Linked DNA regions of Hordeum vulgare: region 2 is linked to region 1. A link is a contact called in public Hi-C data. All regions are on one chromosome and are shown on one strand. The core of a region is the stretch at or near the end of the contact, and the rest is flanking DNA. Distances in the headings are between cores, read along the strand shown. Region 1 overlaps LOC123425699 (myosin-3-like). Region 2 has its middle 41 kb from the start of LOC123429856.

Region 1 (4,522 bases), core at 1,418-3,917:
TGAGGCCAGCCCAATAACCTATTTTCGGCCAAAGCAAACATAAAAAGGAAAAAAAGGGAAGGAGGTGGACAAGTGAGAAGGGAGTCCTCCACCAAACCGAATTGGAGGAGGACTCCTCCCTCTTGGCTTTGTCGAACCCTCCTACTTTGAGTAGGAGGCAAGGCAACCCTCCCTATTGTTCCACCTATATATAGTGGAGGTTTGAGAGGCTTTTTGCACCCCAAGCCATAGTGCAGCCCTCTCTCCCTCCACTACTTCGTGACACCTCGTAGTTAGTTCGATACGGCACAGTGAAGCCCTGCCGGAGTAGCTCCACCACCATCACCGCCACGTCGTCGTGTTGCCGAATAATTCATCTACCTCTTCGTCTCTCTTGCTGGATCAAGAAGGCAGAGTTCGTCATCGAGTTGTACGTGTGCTGAACGCGGAGGTGTCGTCCGTTCGGTACTAGATCGGGACGGAGTTCATGGGACGCTTGCGATTCGGATCGCGAAGACGTTCGACTACATCAACCGCGTTTCTTAACCTTCTCGCTTAGCGATCTACAAGGGTATGTGGATCTGATCTCCCTTCTCATAGATGATCATCACCATGATAGGTCTTTCGTGTGCGTAGGAAAAAAAATTGTTTCCCATGCAATGTTCCCCAACAGCAATATCCTTGGGCTTCCGCCCAAGTAGCCACGGAGACTCCCAAAAAGGCATCCTTGTGCCATCACCCACGATGATTGTAGTGCATGCGTAGAAAAACTCAAGGTCATCCATCGTGCAAGGGTTGCCAAAACCCAACCAAGGCTTGTGAGGCGCCTTCCATTCATACCATAGCCATCAAAGATGTAAGGCACGCGCAAACTTCTCAGTGTTGAGAACCCCTAGACCCCCGTACTCCTTTGGTCGACACAAGGAATTCCAATTAACTTTACAGTTGGCGCTCGTTGTCTTGTTCGCGTTGGACCACAAAAATGCCCGCTTCAACTTATTGAGGTTGTTTAGCGTGCCTGTCGGCACCGTGAGAAGCGTGATCGAGAAAATTGCTTGGGAGGAGATGACCGACTTAACAAGGGTTGTGCGACCAATAGTAGTGATGTTTTATCCGTCCCACATGCCCAACTTGTTTGCTGCCTTGTCCTCGAGATAATGGAAGTCCACCTTCCTAAGTTGCCAAACAGAGAGTGGCAAGCCAAGGTATTTCACCGGAAAAGAGGCACGGTTTGCCGGCACACTCTGGAGGATGTGTCCAAGGTTAAGATGAGTGTAGTTGATCGGCACGACGGAACTTTACTGAAAGTTGGTGCAGAGGCGAGTGACGTCTCCAAAACCTCTCAAAATGGAAGCAAGGTTGTCAATGTCCGTCTTGATATGAGCCATAAAGACGGCAGCAGCATCCGCATAAAGGGAGGTACGCACCACAGGGCCTCGCCCACGAATCTTGTGCAGTAGGCCTTTCCTGGTTGCCAAATCTAGGATCTTGTGAAATGGATCAATTGCGATGACGAAGAGCAGTGGGGAGATTGGGTCACCCTGGCGGAAACCGGCCCCGTGCTTGATGGGGGCGGGGATCCCGTTGAGAAGAATGCAAGACGAGGATGAGGAGAGCAACGCAACAATCCATGCCCGGAATTTGTCCAAGAATCCCATATGCTGGATGAGATCTAAAAAATATTCCCATTTATTGGAGTTGAAGGCCTTTCTGATATCCAACTTGAATAGAAGTGTTGGGGTCTTGCATTTGTGTAGCCGCCTCGCAAAGTTCCGGACGCACAAGAAGTTGTCGTGAATGCTACGCCTCTTGATGAAAGCACTTTGTGTGTTGGAGACCAGCTCATCCATGTGGGGAGCAAGCCGTAAGGATAGGACCTTGGCAATGATTTTGGCCATGGCGTGTATGAGACAGATAGGCGTGTAGTCAGAGATGCCCTCCGTCCCCTCTTTTTTTTGACAGGAGAACCAAATTGGCGGTGTTTATCCATTGAAGATTGAAGGTGTGAAGGGAATCAAAGCGTTGAATCACCCGCATGAGAGAGTGTTGATGATGCCCCAACACTTCTTGACGAAAACTCCCGTGAAGCCATCCGGGTCGGGCGCCTTATCAGAAGGCATTTCCTTTATGGTCGTCCAATCCTCCTTTTCCGTGATGGTGTTACCCAAATCATGCAAATCACGGGCCTCGACTCCAAGCTCCTCCCAGTTGAAGGCTCTATTGTTGCCAATTCCCCGACCCATTGCCTTAGATAAGTGGTTATGGATGATCTTCTCTTTTTCCTTGTGCTCAGTCACCCATCCCTGCACGTGCTTAATACCATGGATATGATTCTTCCTTCTTCTAGCATTGATGCGGCGGTGGAAGAATTTAGTGTTTGCATCCCCGTGCCTTAGGTTTGCCAGCCGCGCACACTGGCTCTTCCTAGCCCTCTCCAGAGCCGTCAAACTGATCACCCTCCGCTTGAGCCTCGAGCGGATGTCCCGTTTCTCAGGGGAGAGCGTCGCACACTAGCTCTTCCTAGCCCTTTCGAGAGCCGTCAAACTAATCACCCTCCGCTTGAGCCTTGAGCGGATGTCCCATTCCTCAGGGGAGAGTGTCCTCAACTCATGTGCAATGTCCAGATGAAGAATCACGAGCAGGGCAGCATGGAGCAGACACTTATTTTGGAGCGATGGGAATATGAATGATGAAACCACTGCCCAAATCGGTCACCGAGGACTAGCAATAACAGTACATGATAGCAGGGCAAGTCTGTTTCAGCCAGATACCAAATGTTTCCTCACAACTAGCAGGCAGTTCCTAGCTAAATTTCAAAAGGAAAATGATATTTGAGCGCCAGTGGCTGTGACACATGCCGAGCAGCTGTTACTCAGAAAACTTGGCATACTCAGGGCCGAACTCAGGCAAGGGAGGAGAAAAAAATGGAATCAAACGCCTTGCACATTCCAACGATTTCTTTGCTGTACACATATTAGAGTCCTGCTGTTGCATCTCTATTCGCTCTCGGGCGGATAATCTGTATTTAATTACCCTTTCATATTTCCGGTTCATCGCTCTACATACACGACAACATACACATACATACACTGACAACTCAGAACTAACATACATGTACAGATCTCTTGCTGTGCCTCTTGCAATTCTTTCTGACACTCCCAAAAAACTGGACGCGCAGGTATCAGCGATGGAGTCCACCGTCTCCGCCATCTCACCAGGCTTGATCGTGATAGAGAGTGAGAATCACGAAACCGCCTTCTCTCCTGCCATCTGTTGATCTCTTCATTTGATGCAATTGCACGCAAAATGTGAGGAAATGCTCTGACCTTGTAGCTTCCATGTTCACTTGGAGCTCTTCTTCCCCCACCATCTTTTCCGAGATTTCTCGTCATGGCTGCTGACCTTCTGAAGGTTTACCTTGGTCTCCTTCAACCGAGATTTGTAGTCTTTCTTCCATGTAGCAAACCGGTCCTTCAGCTTCCTGAGTTCGTCATCCGGATTCATATTCGAACCGATCTGTCCAGATTTCACGGCGACAAGGAAGCCAGCGTCGTCGTCAAACACCTGCCGCCTGTCCTCAAACTCCTTTGCTAGGTGATTCACTACATTTATCCGCCTATCTGAGTTTCCCGTCACCACTCTAGGTTCAGGGTTGTGGTTTTGGAATTTCAACTCTGTTCCTTCCGGGGTATGGGTCCCTGTGGACATTGTATCTTCAGAGTCGTATTGAGCATGCGTTGGAGTGGTATCAGTCCGAGCTGCTCGGATGACCATGTCATCAGAAGCTAGGCTCTTCTTAGCAGCCACGAGACTCAACTGAAAGGAAAACAAGAGGATCATGTCATCTCAAGGGTAATGCAAAAAGCCACTACTGAATGTCATGGACTTATGAGCCACTCTTCTCTAACATTCAAATATTCAAACTCTAGATGCATTTATTCTTTAGTTCAAGGCATGCTGATGTAGTATATGTTGTCATTTCTAAACAGATGAATTTCATGTTTTAGAAGATGTTGATCAAGTGCCTTAAATAAAAATACAAGCTACGAAGTGATTATATTATAGATGATTTACCTGCAGAGAAGAGAGCTGTTTCTTCCATGCCTCTTCCATAACTTTCATTTTGGCCTCATATTCTGACCATTTGTTCTCATACTGTTCCAATTGTTGCTTCAGCATCGCATTTTCTTCCTCTTTGTCTCGCAATAAAGCCTCAGCTTCTGAAACACGTCCCTGGAGTTCTGTGACAACTGGTTGGCGAGGATACACTCCATTCATTTCCTGACATGGGATGCAAATCATTAAAAAATATCAAACCTTTGACACCTCTGCCATCAGGCAGTTGAAACAATAGAAGCTTGTGCAGGGAAATCTTAGATAACAAAACAAACATATTCAGTAGCTTTTTATTGATGATTAGGCACACAGTATATTAGTTTCCGTCTGGTGCTGGACTCAATAGTAAATTATTACCCATCCACTGATGCATAAAAGCTGTATGCAGCAGACCCCTGGGTCTTGCTAGATTTATAACGGATAAAAT
Region 2 (4,522 bases), core at 779-3,278, 550 kb before region 1:
GGGTTGTGATCGACAAAGCGTTGGTGGCCGTTGATGGTTATGGAGGTTCCAAAGTTCGGACACCAAGGAAATCATCAAGATCATCGTTGGAGGGATTAAGGAGGAGACGAGAAAGTGATGAGCCATCATCAAGGTGTGCACATGAGTTCTTGCAAGGTGCGTTCAAGAGCTCAGGTGTGTGAGTCTTGTGCTACAGTTGAGACGCATCACTCGCGGAGGAGATTGAGAGCGGATGGAGAAAGGAATTTGTGCCTTGCGTTTTCATTCGTGATCAAGGAGTTCTGGCGAGTTCATATATGATGAAGTTGAGTTGCACATATATGACGAGTTGTGTTGCCGCTGGACAGGGGTGTCGTTCGGCAAGATGTGGCATCGACGACAATGAGAATATGTGGCGGGTGAAGAGATGTGTCTCCTCGTATGCGCGAAACCGATGTGAAGATGAAGATCAACGTGAGGATGGATGCGGACGAGTTAAATCGAGTTCCTATATGAGGCTATGCATTTAGTCTGCATGTAGCAGGCTAAGATGTCGCAGCGTAGCTGGTAGTCCGGATTATCGTTGATTTCAGTCTATAAGTCGGCATAAAGAAAGGATGATGATGAGTGGTGTTCATCATTAAAAAAATGGAGAGGTGTGGTCCAGTAAGTTGCGTCACTCGAGGTCACCGTCATAACGAGATGAAGAGATGATCGTGCGTATGTTTCTCGTGTAAAGAGTTGGATGTTTCAATTACAAAGTGATTGGTAGATAATCCAAACATATTAAAGTTTTAGTTAGCAAGTTTTTATTAAACAACTTACCGGTTAATTAGTTTTGATAAGTTTGATTAGAACAGAAAGAGTGTGTCGGAGTCGTTTCTAGTTGTGTTTGCTTCTATGGCTGTGTACATATATACACATGCATAGTGTTTTAAGTTTGTATGAAGAGAAAAAGAGAAAACCAATAAAGAGGAAAATAAAGACACAACAAGGATCCTTGATAAAAATGTTTATCGCATGTGTTTATGATATTTTGATGTGATCGATGCTGTGACGAAAAGCCAACAATCTTTTCTGATTCTTTTTCCTTATTAGAAAGCGGTGGCATCACAATCGAGTACTCCCTCCATTCCTAAATATAAGTCTTTTTAGAAATTCTACTAGTAGACTACATACGGATGTATATAGATATATTTTAAAGTATAGATTTACTTATTTTGCTTTGTATGTAGACTCCTATTCAAATCGAATATCTTAAAAGACTTATATTTAGGAACGGGGGGAGTAGTTGGAAAGGCTAACGTTACTGCATGAGAGACAGTCTTGTGGAGGAAAAATTAGCATCATGGAGTGAGGAACCAGCAAGTGCAGGATGCGGGACGCAAGCGGCCGGGCTAAATAACCTCATCCCTAAACGTATGTTGATGCAGCAAGACATGATCACTTTTTATGTTAAGGGAAACGTACACACGCCAACACGTTAAGCAGACAAAAGAGCTAGCTCTCCAGGAAAGCGTCCCGTCGGCAGAGAAGCAAGCAGCTCGTCCGTCCATCCCTCCCGCTGCTCTCCAGACTCCAGGTCGAGGATAAGCGAAACGCACGATTCCAGGCCAAAATAATGCGCTATACCACGAAACCGACGAACCATCACACCACCCCCGTAAGCATATCATGTGTCATCGTCTCGGCAGAGACTAGCAGACCCAGAGCTCCTCCCGCTTCCGTGATAACGAAGACGACGGGCAACGAACGCTCCGGCGAGCATGCACGACGCCTGCGTGCGTGGCCTGGCGATCAATCATGCGTGCATGACAAACTCGGCGGACATGACGCCACACGAACCATACACCCCGATGGCGTGACCCGCGGCTAGCCAGCCGGCGACGAGTAAGCCGGGGTCGGGTCCTCGAAGCCGGTCCGCTCGAAAACCGCAACAGAGGAGTGGTCTCCTCCGGTTGCTGGCGCCGGTCGAGATTGCTGTTGACGCGGCAGTGCAGATCGGGCGGACCACATCACATAATGCAGGCGATAATCTCACGCACGTACGGTGGGTTGAGCGGGACCCCTCGCTAGTTGGAGGACCCCACCTGCCGTAGATCGGGAGGATGCTATTGGATAACGACTCAGTTTTTTTTTTAATTGCCACGTGGGACGTAAAGCATTATCACTGTTCAATTAGCTCGATCGTGTTGTAATCTAAACAAGAGAGATGTAAAATGAATCAACTGTCTGTATTATTCCTTAATGATGAACACTTATATGTCAGGGGAAAGGCGGTTCCTGGAGGCGACGCTCCAGGAAGGATATGTCGGTTCCGCATCGTGGGAGAGATCCACGTGCGGTTACAAGTAGAGATTACTTAATTAATTACATAATTAATTAAATTCTAACACTCCCCCTAATCTATACTTGTCCTTGAGCGTGTTCATCATCTTGAAATTGTCTCCTCCAAAAACCCTGTGGGAAAAATATAAGGAGTGGTGTAGTATATGCAGCTAAAACTCCTTCAAACCCTGTGGGAAAATAAGAAGAAAATGATACCGCATATAATGATTATTGCCTCCGTCAACTCTATATGAAATGTATCCATAGAATAAGAGGGCAATAAATATGTCGTATATACTTTCCTAAAAACCCCGGTGGGGAAAACAGATAGTATGACATATGATCTTATGTTGATATTACCTCATTAAAAACCTTGATGAGAACCTCTAAAGTAAACTCAGAAAGGGAAAAAGAGTGTAATATGAGGCTTTGAACAGGAACAGTTCAGGAAGATACCCCCCCTGACTCTTGCAAATCTTGGAGCCGTCGCATACCAATTCCATGAAGGTATTTCTGGAATGTTGAAGCTGGTAGAGACTTTGTGAAAAGATCAGCAAGATTATCACATGACTTGACTTGCAAGATGTTGATTTCACCACTTTTCTGGAGTTCATGGGGATAAAACAACTTAGGGGCAATATGCTTAGTGATATTGCTCTTTATGTATCATGTTTGCATCTGTGCAACACAAGCCGCATTATCTTCATAGATAATGGTAGGTGATTCGATAGAACCAATTCCACATGACTGTTGTATGTGGTTTATCATTCTGCGAAGCCACATGCATTCACGCGATGCCTCATATAAAGCAATTATTTCAGAATGATTGGTAGATGTTGCAACTAGGGTCTGTTTCGAAGACTTCCATGATATAGCAGTTCCACCATGTAGGAACACAAAGCCGGTCTGCGATCTAGCATTATGGGGATCAGATAAATATCCAGCATCTGTATATCCAATTATACCAGAGTACAGTTTTTCCTGGAATTGAAAAAATAGGCCAAGATCCTTTGTGCCTTGGAGCTATCGAAAGACATTCTTGACTCCCGACCAATGTCGTTTGGTGGGAGCTGCGTTGTGTCTAGCAAGTAGATTTACTGCAAATGCAATGTCAGGTCTTGTGCAATTTGCAAGATACATCAGCGCTCCAACAACACTGAGATATGGAACCTCGGGTCCCAAAATCTCTTCACCATCATCCCTTGGTCTGAATGGATCTTTCTCTACGTCTAGAGATCGAACCACCATGGGAGTTTTAGATGGGTAGGATTTGTCCATATTGAATTTCTCCAATATTTTCTGGATATAGGCAGCTTGGTGTACCATTATTCCTGAGGTAAGGTGCTCGAGTTGGAGACCCAAGCAAAATTTGGTTTGACCCAAATCCTTCATCTCAAATTCCATCTTTAGGTGATTGTGTGCTTTATCAATATCTGGTGCACTGCCGATGATGTTGAGATCATCAACATACACAAAAATGATACAAAATTCTGTAGAGGACTTCTTGATGAAGACACATGGGCAATCATCACAATTGTAATAACCTTTCTGAAGAAGGAACTCACTTAGTCGGTTGTACCACATCCGCCCCGACTGTTTTAAGCCATACAATGACTTATTCAGCTTTACACAATACATGTTGCGTTTTGCATTTTTACTCGGGACAGAGATTCCGTCAGGAACCTTCATATATATGTCCGAATCTAGTGACCCGTAAAGATATGCAGTCACGACGTCTATCAACTGCATGGATAGACGATTTTGTACTGCCATAGATATAAGATATCGGAAAGTTGTTCCACTCATTACTGGAGAGTATGTCTCATTGAAATCAATGCCGGGTTTCTGCGTAAAACCTTGTGCTACGAGCCTTGCTTTATATCTCACCACCTCATTGTTCTCATTCCATTTCCGAAGGAAAACCCATTTGAATCCCACAGGGAAAATATTGGGAGGTGTAGGTATTGCTTCAGTGAATACCTTCCTTTTGTTAAGCGAGCAATTTCTGCTTGGATTGCATCCTTCCATTTAGGCCAGTCGGAGCGCCTTTGGCACTCGACGATAGACTTTGGATCATGATCAGTGATAAGGATATCTGCAATCTTTTCAGCAAAATATATGTCGACAGTCGTAGACTTGCGGTCAAATGATTCTCCAGAATCAACATAGTTGATGGAAATTTCTTGCACCCCTAGAGACTCTTCGTTATTTCCCA

What was found. A called contact is a pair of places that touch in the nucleus more often than the background predicts.
Region 2: a contact with region 1 is called in a Hi-C map of leaf, with 6 times the contacts expected there. The contact joins two enhancer-like sites. A contact is called at or near these places in 3 of 6 Hi-C or Micro-C datasets (leaf and seedling).

The regions. Positions count from the first base shown.
Region 1 is chr2H:167,027,261-167,031,782 of MorexV3_pseudomolecules_assembly, reverse strand. LOC123425699 (myosin-3-like) reads right to left here. Exons shown (of 24, transcript XM_045109411.1): 23 at 4,054-4,260; 24 at 2,902-3,795. The coding sequence ends at 3,322. Among protein-coding and RNA genes, the nearest start is that of LOC123425699, 13 kb to the right of the region's middle. Within about 2 kb of position 2,667, at least 1 of the 3 cell types and tissues checked has open chromatin away from gene starts, as enhancers often do. A contact at or near this core is called in leaf, where this site is marked.
Region 2 is chr2H:167,574,812-167,579,333 of MorexV3_pseudomolecules_assembly, reverse strand. No RefSeq gene overlaps it. Among protein-coding and RNA genes, the nearest start is that of LOC123429856, 41 kb to the right of the region's middle. Within about 2 kb of position 2,028, at least 3 of the 3 cell types and tissues checked have open chromatin away from gene starts, as enhancers often do. A contact at or near this core is called in leaf, where this site is marked.